Linked DNA regions of Rattus norvegicus: region 2 is linked to region 1. The links are chromatin contacts, called in public Hi-C maps. All regions are on one chromosome and are shown on one strand. The core of a region is the stretch at or near the end of the contact, and the rest is flanking DNA. Distances in the headings are between cores, read along the strand shown.

Region 1 (3,749 bases), core at 672-3,171:
GGAGGTCAGAAGGGGGTGTTGGTTCCCAGCGAGCTCCCAGCCAAAGTGATTTATTCTCTCATGTGTGAGGGCAGATCCAGTGAGGGTGAGGCTTTCTCCCACATCGTAAGTTAAAAATTAATGTGAAATTTATCCATCCAAACCCAAGACCTGGGTTTGACATAGGCCTCCAAGGTTCATTTAATAGCATACATTTCATCAGAGCCTCTCACCTTTGTGGATCCTAGGTTTTCCACCCATACATAAAATCATCTATGTACATAGGACACTAAGGCAGGAGCAGGGTTGTATATGAGAATGGATGGAAATATTGTGAGGGGAGAATAGGGGAAGGAGGCTGTATACGTCATATGAATGTCTCTTCGAAACCCATGTGAGAGCTGGAGAGATGGCTCAGTGGTTAAGAGCACTGGCTGCTCTTCCAGAGGACCCGAGTTCAATTCCCAGCACCCATATGGTTCTCAGCTAAGAGTCCAGTTTCAGGGGATCTGATATTTTTGACCCCTATGGGTACTGTATGTCCATGCTACACAGACATACATGTAGGCAAAACACTCAGACACATAAATATGTTTTAAAACCACCCACTGTGTACAGTGAATGTACATCAATGAAAAAAAAGTATACAATTTAGAGTCAGGTCTAGTAGCTCTCATCTATAATCCCAGCACTTGGGGACTGAGGCAGGAGCACTGTCATCAGTTCAAAGCCACCTTGAGCTATACAGTCCCAACCCCTCCTAGATGTCCTTTCTAAAAACAAAAACAAACACATAAACAAAGGACCCAGCCACTCACGTGGCTCATACTGGTAAACACAACACTTAGAGACAGAGGCAGGAGGATCACAGGTTTGAGACCCCAACTCATAACACAAAAACAACCCCCAAATGTACATGGTATAAGATAATTACTGGGCTTAAGGAGATCTTGTATTATTGTTCAGATAACACAAAATAAGCTAAACTTTGCTGAATTTCACTTATAAACTTACAAATTTGACATATTTACGTATTTTGAACTGAATTTGTACACTTCGTGCTCTCTTTTTGTTTACGCTTTTGTATTCCTGGCTAATCCAGTTCCTACCCCCCAGCAAACAAGTCCTGCCCAAGTACTTTACAAAGAATGTATAAATGTAAGCTTGCCAGGCAGTGATGGCACAGTCAGCCCGGCACTCAGGAGGCAGAGGCAGGCAGACATCTGAGTTCAAAGCCAGCCTGGTCTACTAAATGAGTTTCTGGACAGCCAGGGCTACACAGAGAAAACCTTGTCTTGAGACAAAAAGAAAAGAAGGAAACAAACTCAGCGAGTCTAGTTGTCAAATATTACAATACCGTTTTATGGACTTAACAAAATTTTCTTATAGCTCATGAGCCCTAATCCAATTACACTGACCTATCGGATTCTGTAATAGGCCAGATTATTTTAAAATCTCACCTGTAAGGTGAAACACATGCACACAATCTTACTTTAAACACAAAATTATTAGCCTAGGCTGCTTAATCTCTTTATCAGCTCTGTATTGATTCTCCCCTCCAGGTACTGAGCAGGCCTGCTCACTTTTCGTGATCTGGTGCCTTTGGGTGGGAGAGCCGTAAACTGTATTTAATCCTGGACGTTTGGGTTTGGAAAAAGCCATTAGTCAGCAGGGGGAACGTTCCAGCACATCCAGAGCTCACATTACAGGGTCAGCAATTCACAGCTGCGCTAGAGTTAAGTTCTCAGGCGGCCAAGCCGAGGTGGCCAGCTCAACAGTTCCTGACTGTGACCTCATGTCCCGCACAGGAAGGCCAAGTTTGACATCTTACGTGGAGGCTGGTGGGTAGATAATTTATTCACACCATATCACTATCAGTCAGAAACTTGACACCCGGGACAGGACCCGAGCTTTGCAATCCTCCAGGCTGTTTCTCTCTGAGTCACAGTAGATATAGTGAGCCCTTTTTAAAGTCACCATGACAACGCAGGACTTCTGATGGACTCAAATTATACCCTTGTGCAATGAGCTGATACATTTGCAAGCTCCTCTAGCTTGTAAAAAACAAAACGGGGGTGCTGGAGAGATGGCTCAGTGGTTAAGAACACTGACTGCTCTTCCAGAGGTCCTGAGTTCAATTCCCAGCAACCACATGGTGGTTCACAACCATCTGTAATGGGATCTGATGCCCTCTTCCGGTGTGTCTGAAGACAGCGACAGTGTACTTATTAATAAATAAATAAATCTTTTAAAAACAAAACAAAGAAAACTTGTATTACAATTAGTGGATACTTGTTTTGTGTTTTAATCTTTATACATTTTTATGTATTTATTCATCGTATGTGCACATGCGTGTGGTATGCATACCACAGCACACATAAGGAAGTCAGAGAAAAACTTGCCAGAGTCACTTCTCTCCTTTCACTCTGTGGGTCCCAGTGTTGAACTGGGGCTGTCAGTCTTGACCTCGGGGCCTTTACCCACTGAGAAATCTTGCCTGCCTGTTTATTTCCTTTTGTGTCAAGGTCTCACTCTAGAGCCCAGGCTACCCTCCTGCCTCAGCCTCGGAAGTGCTGGGATACAGTCTTTGGCTGTGTTCTTCAGCCTCTTGAGATGGTTTCTGGCTCAGTGACTAAATGTGCTTGCTGCAATCCTTACCTCCTGAGTCTGATCCCTGCAAGCCTCACGGTGAAAGGAGAGAACTGGATTCTCCAAGTCATCCTCTGACCTCCATATATGCATAAGCATAAATAAAATACAATACATTAAAAAGTCTTTATTGGAGATGCTTATCATTCTGGAATTATATATTTCTGATGGCTTATAATTTTTAAACGTAGCCCTTTAAAAAGAATCTTTATTAGTTTCACATGTACATGTGTGTGCCTGGACCTGTATGTGCAGGTATTTATGGAGGCCAGAGGAAGGTGTCAGATGCCCTGGAGCAAGACTTACTGTGAGCTGTCCGCATGGACGCTGGCAACCTGCCCATGCCCTCTCCAAGAACCCCAGCCTCTCTCGGCCACAGAGCCACCTTTCCAGCCCTCTGTGGCCCTTTGACTATAGTGCTTCTTTTTCTCTAGTGTCTCTTTTCTGATCTTAAAGCTGTGCACTAGACTTCTTGTGAGCGGTAATGGCTTGGTATGTTTTTGTGAATCTTTTTAACTTCAACTTTCTAGGTGCAGCTTGGATCTACCCCTCTCCCCACCCCCACCCTCCAGACAGAATTTCTCCGTGTAGCCCTGACTGTCCTGGAATTCTTTCTGTAGACAAGGCTGGCCTTGAATTCAGAGATACAACTGCTTCTGCCTCCCTGTACTGGCTGGTTTTGTGTGTCAACTTGACACAAGCTGAAGTTATCACAGAAAGAGAAGCCTCAGTTGAGGAAATGCCTCCATGAGACCCAGCTGTAAGGCATTTTCTCAACTAGTGATCCAGGGGGAAGACCCAGCCTGTTGTGGGTGGTGCCGTCCCTGGGTTCTACAACAGAGCAAGCTGAGCAAGCCAGGGGAAGTAAGCCAGTAAATCACGTCTCTCCATGACCTCTGCATCAGCTCTGGCTTCCTGTCCTGTGTGATTTCCACTCCTGACTTCCTTTGGTGATGAACAGCAATGTGATTGTGTAAGCTGAATAAACCCTTTCCTCCCCAACTTGCTTCTTGGTCATGATGTTTGTGCAGGAATAGAAACCCTGACTAAGACGCTCCCCAGAATTCAAGCTTCGTCCCCTAGGTGGCGATGTTGGAACAAAGTGGAACCCTTGAGAGTCA
Region 2 (3,749 bases), core at 723-3,222, 68 kb after region 1:
ATGCTTTCACAAGCATTCATCATGGCCCCTTATTTTACAGATGACAGACCAAGGTTTCCAAATGGAAAGGACTTGTCTCAGGAAATGGTGAAGCCAGCACTTGTACTGAGTCTCTTCTTTCCCAGTTAAATACTATTTGCAAAAAAGTGCATACATGGGTCCCAGGAGCAAAAGGATGAGGTTGGGGATAAGAAGAGCTGTTCAAGTCCACAGGAGAGCAACCTCTTCACTTCTAGCTAGCAGCAGGTCTGACGGTTGGTCTTGTGGACACACAGATGACTGTGGATTGATCTCTCAAGGAACAGTCAGGTAGAGGATGCAAGTCAGCATGGGAGAAGAGACATATCTTGTGAGCACAGACGGGTCACCCTGTCTGGGGGAGGCTCTCAGAGGAGGGGTACAGCTGAAGCTGGTCTGTGCCCAGCCCTGAAGGAGCAGATCTGGTCATATGCCAGCTTCTTTTTTTTTTTTTTTTTTTTTTTTGGTTCTTTTTTTCGGAGCTGGGGACCGAACCCAGGGCCTTGCGCTTCCTAGGTAAGCGCTCTACCACTGAGCTAAATCCCCAGCCCCCATATGCCAGCTTCTTGAATTCTTCAGTCTGGAGTCCTGCCCCACAGCAGCCCTGCCTACCTCTCCAGCTCCCATTCTCCAGCCCCACTGAAACCCCTCTCTTGGGTACTTCCTTGGGTCTTTGATTGGTCGTCTTTGACGAGCCTTCTGGTGCCTGCAGAGCTTGTAAGCACTTGTCTCAGAAGGCTTCTTGTGCTCACCGTGTAACACCTGGCATTCTTTACTGACTTTGCCTACCTTGTCTTCTTTTTTTCCTAGAGGGGATGCAACTTGGGTGCAGATTGGAGCCTCTTGTGCCAAGCATGAGGCCTGACAATAAAAGTGTTCAATGTTAATTCATACAGTACACCTCCTAGGCCCTCTTGCTGCACTGACTCTAAAGTACCCAGAATCTAGCCCTCTTCATTGAGGCCTTTGAGAAGCCATTTTAGATGAAACCCCTTCCATGAAGCACCCCAGGCAACTGCTCAACCCTTATCATTTATTCATCTCCTTCTTTCCAGTGCCTCCCTGTGCCGTGCTTTGCATATTTGGGTAAATAGAACAAGACCCATGTGCCGACTTCGGATGATATAGTCTTGATGGAATGTTAGATTCTTGAGGAGACATGCTATGTGCAACTAGGCATGTTCCAGTTGCCCTGGGTATACCAGGAAGCAAAGTCTGGGGCAAGGGCAAGGGCAAGGACAAGGGAGAATTTCACCCATATCATTCTGGTGACATGTACCAGAATGGAAGGTTGGGTGTGATTGCCAAAGAAAATTAAAAATGCAGCAATTCTTGGTTCCCAAAACACAAGTGACTGGAGGTGAAGTTGGGGAAGTCTGAGCTGGGGCCCTCCCAGAAGTGACTGTGGGCCAGCCCCACGTGGGACTGAAATGAATTGGGGAGGAATTGAGGAACGGGAACTGTTGGTGAGAACCCGCCCGGGCGGTACTCCAGAGCTCACATGACTCTGTGTTTCTAGAAAGAGGACTAAGGGATAAGCGTTCCCTCACCAGGCAGCATGAGAGGCTGGTAAGAATGAAGGTGTACTTTCCAGCAATGGTGTCTCTTGTCCTTCCTCATCGCGTACATTGCCATTCTTTCCCGGAGGCCAGAGGCCATCTCCTGCACAGACCTGACCTCTTGAGAACAGGACACAACACTAGTCTCTCGCCAGCCTCCCGCAGGTTGTCCGGGTAACCCGGTTAAACCCAATTTTGTCTGATGACAAGGCACTGGCTGGCCTGATGCGCCTGTCCCTCTTTCTTGCCCCACCTGCTCTATGTCAGTGGGGAAAACTTACCTGGGGATCAAACATTCCTAGATGAGGCTGAGGCTTTCCCGCTGCCTTTTGAGGCAGAGGGTCCAGCCCAGGTGAGGGTGCATCGATGCGGGTCCAGCCTCTTAACCTGGCTCTTAGCTCACAATCCAGAGGACAGGGGAGGGGCTGCAGAGTCCTTGGACAGAGGCACCAGACCCTCAATTTACAGCTCTTGTAGTGGGCGGCACGAGGCGGAGCATGGAAGATTTTAGGGGAGGGGCCTGCTTTCTCCACCCACATGAACCTGGATAGAGCCATCCTGGGCTCATTCTGACTTCTGCTTGGTGCAGACTCCGGCTGTTGAGTGTCTGGGGGTTAGAGATCAGCTGGGAGTGAGGTGAAGACTGTAAAAAGCAGGCTGGGGTCCACAACGTGAAGAGCACCTTAAATGTCAGCTCCAAGTCGGTATGGCCTTTTATAGGCTCGGATTGTTGTACGTAAAAGGTGGTATAAACATATAGTAACATTTCTCAGGAAGATGAGGGTCTGAGGAATTGAGACCCAAACATGAAGACAATGTTTTTAAGTCAGGTTCTTTCAGAAAGTCACTGTAAAAGACGGAAGCTATGTCAGGGAATGGAGAGGTAGCCAGTGTGAGAGGAATTGCAAGAGTAAGGGAGGCCCTAAGCAAGGATGAAAGCTTTCCAGAAGGTTCCAGATGGAGCAGTTGAATGGATAGTGTGCTATAGAAGACCCACTCCCGACCCCCAGACAGAGGTTCTCTGTGTAGCCCTGGCAGTCTTGAAAATTGCTCTGTAGACTAGACTGGCCTCAAACTCTAGAGATCCACCTGTCTCTGTCCCCCAAGTGCTGAGATTAAAGGCGTGGACTACAACATGGGTCAGTAAACCCTTTTTGTTTCATTTTTCTCTTAAGACACTACCCCACACTGTAGACCAGGCTGGCTGAAACTATGTAGCTGAGGCTAGCCTTGAACTCATGTTCAAGTGCTCATAGGCTTGGAAAGAAACAGTGCTGGATAATATTCTAGGTAGGATCCATCCTCAGCTGTCCCACATCCACACCACACTGAGGCTAAATTGAAGTAGCAAGAGTATCCAGGGCCCAGAGAATATGCAATAGAAAGGGTGGAGCTAAGAGGCCATGTGACACCATAATCAGCAAGGGAGAGGGGAATCTAGCATGAGCTCAGAGGCCATCAGATACATACGGCTAGAGGCTGTGCACAGTATCTCCCTGGGCCTTGAAATGGCCTTGCCACTGTATCCAGTCTTGTTCTACTCATGGAAATGGTGGATCAAATAGTTCATTTACTATCAACTCCACCATTAGTCATCAGTGGACCTGGGATGAGGACATGGCTTTATTATATGCACTTTTTCAGTGTATGCAAAGGCCCCTGACTTAACCCCAGCACCTAACATTAAAATAAGAACTTGCAGAGCTCAGACCTGAGAAGAATCTGACACTAAAGTCTGTAGAGATAATCTCTTGTGCAGCGTATGGAAGCCTGGCCTGTCAATAAACAGGCCTATGGACAGTGAGCAGAGGCAGGGTTAGAAGGTGGGTCATCCAGCAAGGACTCTGAAGACAGTCGGGCATGGGAGATTTGCCCCAAACACAGAAGATGGTCATATGAAACTGCAGACCAGGTAACCAGCCACATGGCCGGACTTAGACTAGAATTAAATAAGTTATGAGCTAGTCAGGGAACAAGTAAAAACTTTCAGCCTAGGCATTTATTCATGAAATATTAAGCCCCAGAGTCCTTATTTCTGGGAACAAAGTGAGTGGACAGGTGTCACATGGCCTCTTAGCTCCACCCTTTCTATTGCATATTTCTGGGAACAAAGTGAGTGGACAGGTGGAAAAACATTAAGTCACACGTGGATTTAACAACAGAAGTCGGACC

Evidence for each region. Hi-C and Micro-C count contacts between places; a contact is called where the count stands out from the background.
Region 2: a contact with region 1 is called in a Hi-C map of the A7r5 cell line, with 2.0 times the contacts expected there. The contact joins the promoter of Tmem269 here to the enhancer-like site in region 1. A contact is called at or near these places in 8 of 12 Hi-C or Micro-C datasets (the A7r5 cell line, Schwann cells, frontal cortex and 4 more).

Annotation. Positions count from the first base shown.
Region 1 is chr5:138,045,465-138,049,213 of GRCr8, forward strand. No RefSeq gene overlaps it. Among named protein-coding and RNA genes, the nearest start is that of Zfp691, 23 kb to the right of the region's middle. Within about 2 kb of position 1,922, at least 10 of the 93 cell types and tissues checked have an H3K27ac peak or open chromatin away from gene starts, as enhancers often do. A contact at or near this core is called in the A7r5 cell line, where this site is marked.
Region 2 is chr5:138,113,317-138,117,065 of GRCr8, forward strand. It overlaps Tmem269 (transmembrane protein 269), which reads right to left and starts at 1,973. Exons shown (of 7, transcript NM_001134627.2): 1 at 1,859-1,973; 2 at 808-879. The coding sequence starts at 874.